Regions from separate parts of the Ovis aries genome. Here region 2 is linked to region 1. A link is a contact called in public Hi-C data. All regions are on one chromosome and are shown on one strand. Each heading gives the region's core, a stretch centred on a gene start, on an enhancer-like site or on the middle of the called end of the contact. The rest is flanking DNA. Distances are from core to core; before and after follow the strand shown.

Region 1 (7,825 bases), core at 3,817-6,316:
GTCCAGTTCCATTCAGTCATGTCCAACTCTTTGCGACCCCATGGACTGCAGCACACTAGGCCTCCCTGTCCATCACCAACTCCTGGAGTTGACTCAAATGCATGTCCGTTGAGTCGGTGATGCCATCCAACCATCTCATCCTCTGTCGTCTCCTTCTCCCGCCTTTAATCTTTCCCTGCATCAGGGTCTTTCCCAATGAGTCAGTTCTTCACATCAGGTAGCTAAAGGATTGAAGCATCAGCATCCAATAAATATTCAGGACTGATTTCCTTTGGGATTGACTGGTTCGATCTCCTTGCAGTCAAAGGGATTCTCAAGAGTCTCCTCCAACACCACAGTTCAAAAGCATCAATTCTTCGGCTCTCAGCTTTCATCGTAGTCCAACTCTCACGTACATCACTACTGGAAAAACCATAGCTTTGACTAGATAAACCTTTGTTGGCAAAGTAATGTCTCTGCTTTTTAATATGCTCTCTAGGTTGGTCATAACTTTTCTTCCAAAGAGCAGGCGTCTTTTAATTTCATGACTGCAGTCACCATCTGCAGTGACTTTGGAGCCCCCCAAAATAAAGTCTGTCACTGTTTCCACTGTTTCCCCATCTATTTGCCATGAAGTGATGGGACCAGATGCCATGATTTTAGTTTGCTGAATACTGAGTTTTAAGCCAAATTTTTCACTCTCCTCTTTCACTTTCATCAAGAGGCTCTTTAGCTCCTCTTTACTTTCTGTTATAAGGATGGTATCATCTTCATATATGAAGTGAAGTGAAGTGAAGTCGCTCAGTCGTATCTGACTCTTTGCGACCCCGTGGACTGTAGCCCACCAGGCTCCTCTGTCCATGGGATTCTCCAGGCAAGAATATTGGAGTGGGTTGCCATTTCCTTCTCCAGGGGATCTTCCCAACCCAGGGATCGAACCCAGGTCTCCTACATTGCAGGCAGATGCTTTAACCTCTGAGCCACCAGGGAAGCACTCTCATATATGAGGTTATTAATATTTCTCCCTGCAATCTTGATTCCAGCTTGAGTTTCAGCCCAGCATTTCACATGATGTACTCTGCAAAGTTAAATAAACAGAGCGACAATATATATACAGCCTTGTCATACTTGTCAGTAAACATGTAGGAAGTACTTTTATTTTTCTATACTGTTTTCAGTTCTTGCTTTACTTTAACCCTCCAAGAAGATGTGAGTTGAGTAAAAAAATCTGGAACTAAAAATTTGGTTTTCCAGCAACACAGATAGACCTGGGGATTATCAGACTAAGTGAAATAAGTCAGACAGAGAAAGACAAACATATGATATTGCTTATATACAGAATCTAAAAGAAAAAAATGATACTAATGAATTTCTTTGCAAAGCAGACTCACAGACTTAGAGAATGAAATTATGATTACAAGGGGGAAGTGAGAGGGGAAGGGATAGACAGGCAGTCTGGGACTGACATGTACACATTACTATATTTAAAATAGATAACCAGGGAGGGAGGTTCAGGATGGGGAACATGTGTATACCTGTGGCGGATTCATGTTGATGTATGGCAAAACCAATACAATATTGTAAAGTAATTAACTTCCAATTAAAATAAATTTATATTAAAAAATAATAAAATAAAATAGATAACCAACAAGGGCCTACTTTATAGCACAGGAAACTCTGCTAAATAGTCTGTAACAACCTGATAAACAATAGATACATATATATGTAAAAACAAAACAAAATCATGATTTTTTTTTTTTTTTTTTTTTTTTAGCTGCTAACTCTAACCCTTCCCCTTTGCCTGGGTCATAAATAAGGTGTTAGCATTCAAATTCTAGAGATGCGTAAATGAATGTCATGTAGCAGCTTCTACCAAAATACAGCTATTAGCTCCTGGATGGAATTGCTTCATCAGGATTCTTTTCAAGATGGAGTTTCACCTACAGCTGCCTACTCCAAGTGTAGGGTTCCATCAGCTCTAACACTGAGAGAAATGTGCTTATACTTCATCACTTTCCCAAAATATACACTAGTAAAAGGACACGGGGGCAAAAGAAGAAAACGGCCTTTTTCCAATAGCAGTAGTGAAATTTAGTAATTTGCCTAATGGATATGTATGTGTGTGTGGGTGGGTGTGCTAAGTCACTCAGTCATGGCTCTTTACGCTTTGACTAAATGTGGCTTCTGTTCCAACTTGTTGGAGTCTAGCAAAAGCTGTGTTAGAACAAGCTTCCAAGGGATGGTGTAGAAAGGATATACAACTGACAGGTTGCTGAGTGGACAAGAAGCCAAGAAGTTGAGAACCAACAACTGACTCAGCATATTAGCCGGGTGGTTTGCTTACTTGAGCATGAGCCCAGGAGGCTCAAACTAGGTTACAAACTATAAAGTGACCTACAGTGTAGCAATCTCTGTAGCCACCAGTTGAATGTAAAAATGAACCAAACATCAAACAACTATTTTTGGTCAATAATTTTTGGTTAAAATTGTTTTCAATAACATTGCTAAAAAATATATAGAAGGAAAAAGAAATTCGCTAACATTTATTTTGCCTTTAACATGAACCTACATGACATTATGTTTAAAAGATTAAAGTATTAAAATTTATTATTTCTTTAGTTAGTTCAGTCACTCAGTCATGTCTGACTCTTTGCAACCCCATGGACTGCAACGTGCCAGGCTTCCCTGTCCATCACCAACTCCCAGAGCTTGCTCAAACTCATGTCCATTAAGACAGTAATGCCATACAACCTTCTCATCCTCTGTCATCCCTTTCTCCTCCTGCCTTCAATCTTTCCCAGCATCAGGGTCTTTTCCAATGAGTCAGTTCTTCACATCAGGTAGCTAAAGGATTGAAGCTTCAGCTTCAGCATCAGTCCCTCCAATAAATATTCAGGACTGATCTCCTTTAGGATTGACTGGTTGGATCTCCTTGCAGTCAAAGGGACTCTCAAGTCTTCTCCAACACCACAGTTCAAAAGCATGAATTCTTCGGCGCTCAGCCCTCTTTATAGTCCAACTCTCACTTCCATACGTGACCACTGGAAAAATGATAGCTTTGAGTAGACAGACCTTTGTTGGCAAAGTAATGTCTCTGCTTATTAATATACTGTCTAGGTTTGTCATAGCTTTTTGTCCTAGGAGCAAACGTCTTTTAATTTCATGGCTGCAGTCACCATCTGCAGTGATTCTGGAGCCCAAGAAAATAAAGTCTGACACTCTTTCCATTGTTTCCCCATCTATTTGCCATGAAGTGATGCCCTGATCTTAGTTTTTTGAATGTTGAGTTTTAAGCCAGCTTTTTCACTCTCCTCTTTCACTTTCAAGAGGCTCTTCAGTTTCTCTTCGCTTTCTGGCATAAGGGTGGTGTCATCTGCATATCTGACGTTATTGCTATTTCTCCGGGAAATCTTGATTCCTGCTTGTGCTTCATTCAGCCCGGCATTTCTCTGCATATGTACTCTGTATATCAGTTAAATTTTCTACAGTTTGTCGTGATCTACACAGTCAAAGGCTTTGGCATAGTCAATAAAGCAAAAGTAGATGTTTTTCTGGAACTCTTGGTTTTTCTATGATCCAATGGATGTTGGCAATTTAATCTCTGGTTTCTCTGCATTTTCTAACTCTTCCTCTGCCTTTTCTAAATTATTTCTTTTACCTGTACATATTTTTACATGGTCTTCAAACAACAGTTTGAATTAAGAGCTAAATGCATTAAAAATTTTGGTTCAAATGTAAAAGATAAAACCTATTGGTCAGTATACTAGGTATCAAAGAAAGTGAGGAGAAGGCAATGGCACCCCACTCCAGTACTCTTGCTTGGAAAATCCCATGGATGGAGGAGCCTGGTAGGCTGCAGTCCATGGGGTCGCTGAGTCGGACACCACTGAGTGACTTCACTTTGCCTTTTCACTTTCATGCATTGGAGAAGGAAATGGCAACCCACTCCAGTGTTCTTGCCTGGAGAATCCCAGAGACGGGGGAGCCTGGTGGGCTGCCGTCTCTGGGGTCGCACAGAGTCGGATACGACTGAAGCGACTTAGCAGCAAAGAAAATGAAGTCACTCAGTAGTGTCCAACTCTTTGTGACCCCATGGACTGTAGGCCTACCAGGCTCCTCCATCCATGGGATTTTCCAGACAAGAATACTGGAGTGGGTGGCCATAAGAGATCAGCAAAAGCCAGTTGTTTGCAACTACCAGATATGTTCTAAGCTTCCCAGGGACCTATAGCGTAGGTGTTCTGTTACAGATATAAAACTGAGGCATAGAGGTTAATTTGCTTCAAAATCATTTAGAATGACTCTTTGAACTTGGCTCTTTGAGCCTGCTCTGCAGCTCCTGGCCTCAGGGGACTGTTTAAACCTGTTAGGTAGGGTGAGGAGGATAGATCTGGAGTCTAAAATCCTCAGTCTAAGAGCCCCTGTTTCCCCAAAAGTGTGATCTTGAACTGGTCAGGTCACTTCTAAAATATTAGGATTCTCTTTTCCTCACAGGGTTGTGAGGATTTACTATGCTACTGTGTGTAAACAAACTTTGGGAACTGTAAGAGGTCCTCTCAAATGTAAGGTATAATAATAGGTCACCTTGGATAAATAGCTTGTCTTCTTTGAGCTTCATCCATAAACTGAGAATAACCACAGCATGTTATGTGACTGTTGTGACGGTGAAATGAGACCATGCATATGTGGGTGCCTATAAATTATATGATGGATTAATGCCCAGTTCCTGGAACACCAAAATCAAACTGATACTATTCAACACACCTTCATTTTCAGTGATCTGGTTCATGTAGGAAGATTTTGGTAAATCCCTAGGGTGGGGATCTGAAATAAACTCTCAGAGGAAAGAGAAGTGGCTAAACTACCTCCTCTCGTACCCCCTCCCGCCTTGCAATCATCCCCTTCCTCACCCTAATTTACAGATTGAGAACTGAGAACAAGGGTCTAAGGGTACCTGGCTTTACCTGGCGTTCTCAGGGTTAGGCGCCCATGCAGCGTGGCCGCCGTACCACGCAGTTCCGCGCCTCCACCCGCCAGGGGGCGCTCGGTCCGACGTCGGCCCCGGGAGCTGCGCGGCTGGAGGAGGCGGAGCCCAGGAAGCCAGGCAAGATGGCGCCGTCCGCCTTTTTGCGCCCATTCTGGAAGCTGCTGGCCCCGGCTAGGTTCCCGAGTGTCTGTAAGTATCTTCCTCGAGCAGGCCGGCCCGAGCTTCCATCCTGCCGTTCCCAGGGTGAGCCCAGCCCTGCCAGGGCAGGAGGGGACTGCCCCCGGGCTCGTCCTGCGGTGACCTTCGCCGACCCTCGTCCCGGAGCCCACGCCTGCCTCCACCCGCGACTCTCGGCTCCTCATCACCCGCCGCCCACCCTCCTCCCAGGGCCACCGACCTCCCTGGGTCTGTGCGAGTGGACTTAGACGGGGGAAAGGGGAACCCTTGCGTGGGCGCTTCCGAGTCGTCTGAGGTTCGCAAAAGCCAATATAGAGGGTTTGAAGGCGTCCTGGACGACAGAGGCCACGGTCTCACTCGACCTCTCTGAACCTCTCCGTGGCTGTTTAAATGAGGAAGTAGAAGCGGGGATGAAATGCGATTATGCGCATTTAAATGGCAGGTTTATTCCTACACGGCGGTAAGTCACAGATTTGGAGACCCTTTCTGTCCCCTTTCAGCTTCATCGCGGTCAAAGTTCTACATTCAGGAACCGCCACATGGCAGTCCTAACTGGCTGAAAGTTGGATTGACCTTGGGCACCTCCGCTTTTTTGTGGATCTATGTAAGTACTTACTCCCTTCAGTCGTGCCAATCCAACCTATTTCTCCATGAGGGAAATCCTAAGGACTAAAAAATGTTAAGATTTCAGAGGCAGGTACACACTACTATATTTAAAATAGGTAACCAGCGAGAATCTACTCTATGGCACGGAAAACTCGGCTCAGTATTCTATAATAACCTAAATAGGAAAAGAATTTGAAAAAGAATAGATACTTGTATGAGTATAACTGAATCACTTTGCTGTACACCTGTAACACATCATTGTTAATCAAATATAAAACAAAATAAAAATTTTTTAAGTGTGTCCAGGATGAAACTTATGTCATTGTTCTTTGCATGGTTTTGTGAATGGCAGTTTTACTACATATTATTTATCCTGTATTTCTTAATGAAGATGGAGACAGGTTGAGTTTTATGAAGGCACTTTTTTCAGATGCCACAGGAACAGATCGTAAGTGAAAAAGAAGGGGGCAACAGAAGATGAGTTGACTGTATGGCATCACCAACTTAATGGATTTGAATTTGAGCAAACTCTGGAAGATAGTGAAGGACAGGGGAGCCTGGCATGCTGCGGTCTGTGGGTTCACAAAGAGTCAGACATGACCTAGCAACTGAACAACTAATGCAAATTAAATCCCATTAAATTTGTTAGACATTAGATTTTAACAGTGTAAATACACTGTTGGAAATTATACCTTTTTGTTTACTGTATGCCAAATGCTTTACCTATGAAAACTTACTTAGTGTTTTCTAAATACAACACTGTGTGGTAGTACTATTATTATTGACCTTTTATGGATGAAGAAAACCCTTGGAGAAGTTAATTTGCTAAACCCAGTTCTCCCTAACTACAGAGCTACACTGTAGACCACTGTGAAATAGCGTCTCTCTATAGATGAATTTTTTAAAAGTTGACCTAAAGTATTGATGCTCCGTTAGCATTTAAATTTTTTGTTTTGTGGCTAATGGTTTTGAAACTTTCTCCACTGCTGCCCACCTTCAACTCCTAGACCTGTATTGGGGATTTTTTTTCCTTAAAGTGATTCAGCCCTTTGACATAAAAAGGAATAAAAGATACTGAAAGTCAATTACAAGTTAGTAACTGATCCGTTTTTAATGGGGAAGGAAATGGCAACCCACTCCAGTTTTCTTGCCTAGGAAATGCCATGAACAGAGGAGCCTGGCTGGGCTACAGACCATGGGGTCAGACAGGACTTAGTGACTGAACAACAACAATCCTTTTTAAATAATGTTTGCTATAATGTAATTTTGTATGTTCTTAAAGTTTTCCTAAAAAAGAAACATGTTGCTGAGAGCTCTGATTGGTAATGAATCGTTGCAACAAATGTCACCCTGTATTAAGGCATTGTTCCAGTTGCATAATCTGTCAGACAGTTATTCTAAGAAAGTGGCTGCCCTCCATGACATCTAATTAACACGTATATAATTGGGAAGTGCAGGTTGGTCATTCACTCACAGTATGAAACTTCTAAGGTTAGAAGTATAATACACATCCACCAACCTCATTTAATAACCGAGTTCTGCTTTGTGTTGGTTTGGCCCCTCTGTGGTAAGGCATTCCAGTTCATTAATTACCCACTGAATGAAGTAATTTATTTGCAGAAGTTGGATTTAAACTTTGGAGGGCTGCCTTCTCAAATTAGTATGTCAGATTGTGGTGAACAAGTATATTCATTCATTGTTTTGGGACTTTTTTATCCTTTAACACTTTATTTCTAACTAGAATAGTTGTAATTCTTTTAATGTGTCCTCATTTCTCTTGTGAAATATAAATATCAACTGTTGGTTTACTTCTTTTAAGTTGCCAGGAAAATTGCATTTCTGATTTTAACTGTTACCTACTTCTAGCTCATCAAACAACATAATGAAGATGTTTTAGAGTATAAAAGAAGAAATGGGTTGGAATAAACTTTGGAAATACTAAAACAGTAAGTATACAATTTTATAGGATGAACAGGAGGATGCAGTTTGACCTCTTTAAATGTGTTTTGCTTATTATTTTATCAGGTTTATACTTTTCAGCACCTATGTTCCTGTCTTTGAAAAATTTATGAGTTT
Region 2 (7,825 bases), core at 3,929-6,428, 200 kb after region 1:
GGTGTCAGTAGGATATGCGAAAATAACATCCTTGCACCCTGTACTGGATGGACCTGCCCCAGCACTGGACGCTCAGAGTAGGGGACAGGCTGGGAAAAGCAAAGGAAAATGATGCACGAGGCACTTCCTGGACACCCTACTGCAACTTCTCTTTACTGCTCCATGATCCCGGCTCCACGTAACTTCTCAGACTACTGCAGTTCCAAAGGGGAAAAGCAGGTTTAAACCATTCTGCACAATCCCTCAGAATCCAAGAGCCGTCTCTACTGGAGACTAACTTCTGGGGACGCTAGTTAAGAAACTTCTAGCAGGCTTCCAAGCATTTAGCAAAGCAAGTGTCTCACTGGCTGTCTGCCCAGGCTATACATCAGAACTAGCAGATGCTCAAGGCCCACTTGCAGAAACTAAAATTCAGATGATCTGAGAGGGACCCAGCCATTCTTTTGATAGCGTTTTACTGGAAAAAAAAAAAAAAAGTAGTCATCCCTCGGGGATGGGTTCCAGGACTCTCCTTGGATGTCCAAAATCTGGATGCCTAAGCTCCTTTTATATAATGATGTACACCCTTGGTATCTGCATCTGGGGATTCAACCAACCTTGGATGAGGAACCCACCCATGGTGGGGTGGGGAAGAGGGGGGGCTGCATTTTATAAAGACATTTAAATCTGACAGGTATGATTTTTTTCGTAGCCCTCTTTCTCCTGGACATTCCCGCCCACATCCCTGACACTGATGCTGCGTTCTGTGTAGCTGGTAGGTTTCAGGTGCTGCTCTGAGATCACATAGAGACAAGAAGACAGCTGAGATTTTTGCTTGAGGTCATACTCTTTCCTGTAGGAAGGCTGCTCTCCCCACTCTGAAACAGCAAAGCCAGGGACTTCCTGGCTAGGACACTGTGCTCCCAATGCAGGGGGCTGGGTTAGATCCCGGTCCCCAGGAACCAGTTTCCACATGTCTCAACAAAGATCCCATGGACCGCACAGCCAAATATTTTTTAAAAGATAACAAACCCCAAAATTTTCATTGAAGTACAAGTGGGTTTACTATGGAACTAAGCGCCCATGCACATCATCCTTGCATTCAAATGGGATAACCATTCAAGTGGTTAGCAGAGTCCTAGGAATCCTGATCACAGATCTTAATTTCCAATACAATTAGTCATGAGACAATAAAACATTTGGCCTTTTAAGTGTACTGTGTTCAGTAAAACTTATGGATCAGTTGCTATCATGGTTTCTAATTCAAAAGCCCCCAGTAACTCACTGTATTTAAGCTCTTGCCGTTGAATGCTATAGGAAAACAAATAGCCTGTTCTCCTACAAAGAAAATATATTTCTATAGAAGCTTGATAATTACAAGCTGTTGCACTTCTCTCTCATAAGCAGATTACTCACATTGTTAAAGGACATACTAAATAAAACCGCCTCCTCAGATGAGCTGGTATTTGCTTTTAAAATCATACCAAGAAAAAAAAGCAATGTGTTCCAGTGGTAGAGAACAGTATTTCAGCCAACTCTTCATTATCTGAGGAGGTGGCATCTATAAACCCATAGGTGACATCAGACCATGTTTCATCCAGCAGAGTAACTGACAGCTGCTGTTTCTCTACGGGCCGTGTGACCCTTCCGTGAGAAAAGGTCCCCTTTAAATTAGAATAACCCAGCATCTGATGACTGCAAAGGGGCTACACTCACCTTTCCAGTGACATCTGACTGCCACAGGGCCTAAGTTATGAAGGAACTGATTAACAAATAGGGTCAACTTGGGATTTAGCAGCCCCCCCGCCCCCTTACAAAGATTGGAGCTTCCCAGGTGGTGCTAGTGGTAAAGAATCTACCTGTCAATGCAAGACGTCAAGAGGCTTGGGTTTTATCCTTGGGTTGGGAAGATCCCCTGGCTAAGGACATGGCACCCCACTCCAGTATTCCTGTCTGGGAAATCCCATGCACAGAGGAGTCTGGCGGGCTTATGACCCATAGGGTCCCAAAGAGTGAGACATAACTGAAGCGACTCAGCACACATGCACCCCAAAAGATGCTGGGGTGAGCGAATTATAGCTTTCAGTTTCTTGAAGACTTTCTCTAGCCAGATGTCTAAACCTTGAGGCCTGTAATAACAATAATCTGCTTTTTATTTATGTTGTCATTTTGTTAAGTAATGTGGAATTCAGGACCCAGCCATAACAATTCTTTTTATTAAGTCTAGAATAGGACCTATGAATCTTGGGAAACATTTGGCAAAGTACCTCCTCTTTCACCCTGCCACCATCCATGCCTCACACCTTCCACTTTGCTCCTGGCTTTCCCCAAGCAAAATGTTTTTAATCTCTTTCAATCTTAACTGTACTCCAAGGACCAATTCAAATGCCAACCACTTTCTGAAGCCAAAATGATCACTACTGATGGAAGGGACTTCATGCTCTCCAGCACCCTTGTGCCATTTGCAAACCTTTAACTGAAGGAGAATAATAAAAGTTGTTTTATTTCTTTAAACACTCAGGTCTTTGAGCAAAACCCGTCTCTCTGACTGGGCACTAAACTCAGAGGCAGACCATGTCTCACATTCTTTTACCTCCTATAAAGTGGCACCTAGCTCAAATGGTAAAGAATCTGCCTGCAATGCAGGAGGCCAGGGTTCGATTCCTGGGTCAGGAAGATCCTCTGGAGAAGGGAACAGCAATCCACTCCACAGTATTGGTGCCTGGAGAATCCCACGGAAAGAGAAGCCTGGCGGGCTACAGTTCGTGGGGTCGCAAAGAAACACCTCTGAACGACTAACAATAGACAGACCAGAAACAGAAAGACTTTTTGAATGAATGAGTGATCAAAGGATATGCAAATGAATGCATTCACGAGTTTCTCCCAACAAGCAGCTGAAGCCAAAACTGAGCAAAATGCGAAACTGCTCTAGCTCTTGTAGTAGTTTAACAGCCATAATCCTTTCAATTTCTTTCTAAAACTAGGGGATTTCAGGGGACTTCCAGAAATTTCATTAAGCATCTTTCTATGTCAAAGGCCTAAGATCCAACATGTCCTGACCCTTCTTCTGGCTAAGAGCATAGCTCTTATCTGTATTACACAAACTATGTGTATTCCCAAAATGAACCTACTGGCTAACTCTGCTCCAGGACCCGAAGGAAATAGGTTAAGACAAGAGATATGGTGCTACAGAAGACACCAGTTGATTTTCTTTTACTTCTCCCACCTCGAACCCAACAGTATGCCTCTAGAAATTCTCCCATTCTAACAGTTATTTCACAAATGCCAAATTCCTACAGAACTGCAAAGAACATCTCAATGACTGTCAGGTTCATCCTTTTTTTTAAAAAAAAGGACAAGAGTTTAGTCTCCAGTAATCAGTTTAACATCCTAATATTTTTTATTTTTGGTCACGCTGGGTGGCATGCGAGACTTTAGTTCCCTGGCCAAGGGTGGAATCTGTGACCCCTGCAGTGGAAACGCAGTCTTAACTGCTGGCCGCCGGCAAGGTCCCTTCACAAAAAGAAAATCCTAATTTTAAAAAGAATGTCTCAATCTAAACATCAGCCAATAATCTGAATAGAGGCCAATCATCTGAATAGAGTTTAAAATCTTGACTTCAATCACACTTTGGGTGATCATTTTCAGTAAAGAAAGCCACACTGAACATACTCTTTCTACTGCTCTATCTGTTCTGAAGTTAATACAAAACTTGGGAATTCCCTGACAGTCCAGTGTTTAGGGCTCCGCCTTTTCTTTCTCTGCCCTGGGGGTTCAATCCCCGGTGGGGGAATTAAGATCCGGCAACCCGGGTGGGGCGGCGTAAAAGAGAACACAAAACTTTTGGAGCAAAAGGTAGTCGTTTACAATTTCAGATGTCCATACGTCTTAAACAGCAATAAACTTGAGTACGACTAAAATATACCTGCTAGCGTGATGAAACTGCCCACTTTTGAAAGAAAAGCTTTATTAATTTTTACACTATGACTAATTTGTATGTAAATTGTGGCCGCGGTACTGAGGCCTCAGGCAGAAACTTCAGTGGCCTAAAAAGGGAAAATCCACGGAACTTCCCTGCGGGTCCAGTGGTTAAGACTCCACGCTTCCAATGCAAGGAGCGCAGGTTCGATCCCTGGTCAGGGAAATAAGATTCTGCCTGGCGTTTCCTTCCCTGCAACCCAAGTAAAATCCAGAGCACGTGACCTATAGAACAGGTTCTTGGCAAAGAGATGGCATCATCTTTACAAGATCTTAACCCCAGGTATACAGGACGCATAATGATGCAAATATTAAGACCGGAAGGCTCCCCCAAAATTCAAGTAGATGTCCAAAGATTCAATGCGTGTTCATACGTTTTTCAAAACTCATACCACCTAAGCCACGCAGGCCACAGGATCAGGTAAGCGTAACTTCATATACATATTGCATAAAATGTTCCACCATTAGCGCAATAAGTAAAACAATCTGCGGCTTCGGAAGGGGAAAAGATAACGTAGGTCAAGAGGGAGAAATACTAAAACCGCGGCATCAAACGGGAAGGATTAAACGGGAACCTAGCACCGGGCTGCAGCTCTTACCGGACGCGGTGCAAGCCCCAGGCAAGAAAAGGCGAGGGCAGAGCGGCAAAGGAGAGCAGAGACGGCGGCTCAGGGAGAAGAGGAACCGCTTCCCGGTCGCACCCCACCGCCCGGCAGCCCCCGGCTTCCCATTCATTCCCCGCCGTTTCCAGGTGGCGGCCGCCGCGTTCTCCGCCAGGAACGGCGGTGCACTCACCTGTTCGGGAGCACGACCTCGCGACCTCGCGGGCCGCCGAAGCCGCCGCCAGGAGCCGGGGGGACGGGAGCCGCGGGGCGGCCGTGGGCGAGAGGCGGCGCGGCGGCGGCGGCGGGCCGGGCGGGCGGCGCAGGCCGGGCGCGTCCCTCTGCAGCAGGGCGGAGCAGAGCCGCCGCGGGCTCTGATACATGCCGGGCGCCGCCGCCAAAACCGCCGCGGCCCCTCGCGCGCCCCACCGACCTGCGGGCCCCGCCGAGGCGGGCGAGCCCAGCAGACTCTTGGGGCCGTCCGAGCAGAGTCTCCGGGGCTCCTTCTCTACCAGCCGCGGCCCGGGGGAAGGTCGCAGGCAGACGAGCCCGAGACGGCGCGAACGAAGCTGCGGATGCTGTGAAGTGGAGGCGCTGTCTGCCGCGGGCCGGCTGGAGCTGGAGGGTAACTGGCGAGCGCAGCGCGCTGACAAAGCGGGCGCTACCAAGCGAACCAGGGAGGGGGTGTCCATGGGACCTGCGCCCGGCGCGACCTGGCAGGGATTCGTAGAACCGGAGTGATCCTGCTTTGAGATGACGCAGATCTTCAGCTGTTTATAGGGTGGAGGCTGTGGGAGGTCCAAGGTAACAAATACCCCTGAAGGCAGTTTTAAAGAAATGAGCCTCCCCTTCCGCTGGGTGGAGTGGAAACGCCCACAGGCTGGGAGTCCCAAGACCATTCCAGGCTGTGGCCCGGGGGACACGTGTGTGTCCGAGTAAAAGACAGCATCCGTGTACGCGTGTAAGTGAGAATTCGGCAGAGGGTGTCTCTCCCCCACCCTTTCGGCGGGATGTGTTGCGTTAAAACGAAATTAAGCACGATAAAGCCCCTACTGTGTGCGAGGGCGACGCTGAGTAAGACAACGTCCCTTTCCTCAAGAATTATCCTCAGGCAAAGGAAGCCCAATGTGGCAGATCAGACCATAAAGCTGTACAAGGTAGATTAAGATCAGTGCCATAAGTTTATGTAAGTTTGGCGATAGAGGTCGTAACACGCCTGGGTTTTCTAGAAGGCTTATTAGAATAGCCATGACTTGGATTTGCATTTGTGGAATTTGGGAGAAAGTGGTGGTGATTTACGCAGGCGAAAAAGGGAATAAAGCAAAAAGCCCTAGGTATCTTTGCTGCAACATCTCTTACGTAGGATGGAAGTGAAGAAGTAAGGCAGATGCTTGGATAGGTTACACTGCGGAAGGCAGAGATTGTATTAGACTTAATATGGTAGAAAGGGGTGAGCTGTTTGCAGGCTGGGCAAGGATATGTCTTAGGGCCGTGCTGTCATTGGAGGTCAAGTATCTCGGGCGTGTGAAAAGGCAGGAGAGAGTAAACTAGCTGATATGAAAGATATTCTAGACTTGCATCTGGTACTGGAAAAGAATGAATGGAAGAAACTGTCTCAGCTTGGGCAGGAAATGATGACTAACCAGAACAGGAAGTGGGGTGAGTGGGAGAGATGCCCAAGACTCGGTTCCTCTCTGAAAGATTTATGACCTAGAAATGTTTTCTTGTTGGTTTTCCCATGATTTTGCTGAGTCTCCTGTCTTGTGGAATTGGAAGCTTTTCATTACTAAGGATATTCAAAATATTTGTAAGATCAGAGGGTGTGGATGCGTCAGCTGACAAGGTTGGTCATAACTACTGGGAGACACCCTCCTTGGCAAATCGTTAAATCTCTTAGTCTTACTTTCCTTATCTATAGAAAGTCATACCTTAGTCATTAGGTCAAATAAAAGGTGATCAAACTAGTCCATAAAAAGTGTTCTGCCAATATAGCAAAATGTTGAATTAGAATCTAGGGTCTGTGGGAATTCACTCACAGTTCTTTTTCTTTTCCATATGTTTGGAAATATCCATAATAAAGTGTTGAAATTAAAGTGCTCTGAAAAATTAAAAGTACTGTTTGAATATAAACTGTTTAATAAATTATTAAAAGGGATTCAAAGAGCATGGTCTCCTGAAACTGGGTCAGTAGCATTATTTTTGGTATATGCTAAATACTGTATACTTATAAACAATCAGAAAAATATAAATAAAAACTTTATTCACTTCAAATTCATTTAGGGGGCTGGTGGCTAAATCCCCAGGTTGACTGGTAGCCAACCCTGGTGGCTCAACGGTAAAGAGTCCATCTGCCAATGGAGGAGACACAGATTCAATCCTTGGTCCCGGAAGTTGCCAGGGATACAGGGGAGCAACCGAACCCGGGCGCCACAACTATTGAGCCTGTGCTCTGGAGCCTGGGAGCTGCAACTACTGAGCCCGCGTGCCACAACTTCTGAAGCCCTAGTGCCCTAGAGCCTGTGCTCCGCAACAAGAGAAGCCACCGCGATGAGAAGCACAACTCAAGAGTAGCGCGATGAGAAGCCACAACTCGAGAGTAGCCCCTGCTCACTGCAACTAGAGAAAGCCTCGCACAGTGACGAAACCCTCACTGCAGCCAAAAGTAAATAAAAATTTCAAAAATTCATTTAGTAAACATTTGTTGAGTACATATTATGTGTCAGTCTTCACGATAGAGCTAAATAATGAAATGAACAGTTGGCTCACAGGTTGATGGGTGAGACATTGTATAAACAGAAATACTTATAGTCATCTGATAATAAATATAGAATCATGAGTTGAACAAGGTCCTGTGGAAATACAGAAGATGAAGTGCCTCACTGCCTGTAGGAGTCAGGAGAGGCTTTTGAACAAAGTGGATTCTAGGCAGAAAAGGCTTATGGAAGGAAAGGAGGGATTTTCTGGGAACAGCAAGTACCACACTTTGATAAGCCTTGAGTGCAGGGTGCCCGTAAGGGAGTGGCAGGAGATGAGGTGGAAATTGTGAGCAAGAAACAAAGTGTCAAGGGTTTTCCAAGGAATCTGGACTTTATCCGAAGGCTCTGGGGAACCTCTGAAAGACAGGTTCCACTTTCAGGATTGCGTTTTGGAAAGATCATCTGTCAGCAGTGTGGAGGATGGGTGGGAGACCAGGGAAAAAGAAGAACAGTGTGGGGAGGAAGAGGACTTGCTGGTTCAGAAGCTCTGGAGGAGGGCCAGGGTAGGCC

What was found. A called contact is a pair of places that touch in the nucleus more often than the background predicts.
Region 2: a contact with region 1 is called in a Hi-C map of hypothalamus, with 5 times the contacts expected there. The contact joins the promoter of NOCT here to the promoter of NDUFC1 in region 1. A contact is called at or near these places in 5 of 16 Hi-C or Micro-C datasets (blood, hypothalamus, muscle and 1 more).

The regions. Positions count from the first base shown.
Region 1 is chr17:18,443,338-18,451,162 of ARS-UI_Ramb_v3.0, forward strand. NDUFC1 (NADH:ubiquinone oxidoreductase subunit C1) reads left to right here and starts at 5,067. Exons shown (of 4, transcript XM_004017243.5): 1 at 5,067-5,155; 2 at 5,644-5,747; 3 at 7,616-7,695. The coding sequence starts at 5,089. The coding sequence ends at 7,675.
Region 2 is chr17:18,648,089-18,655,913 of ARS-UI_Ramb_v3.0, forward strand. NOCT (nocturnin) reads right to left here and starts at 5,179. Exons shown (of 3, transcript XM_015101513.3): 1 at 4,753-5,179. The coding sequence starts at 4,942.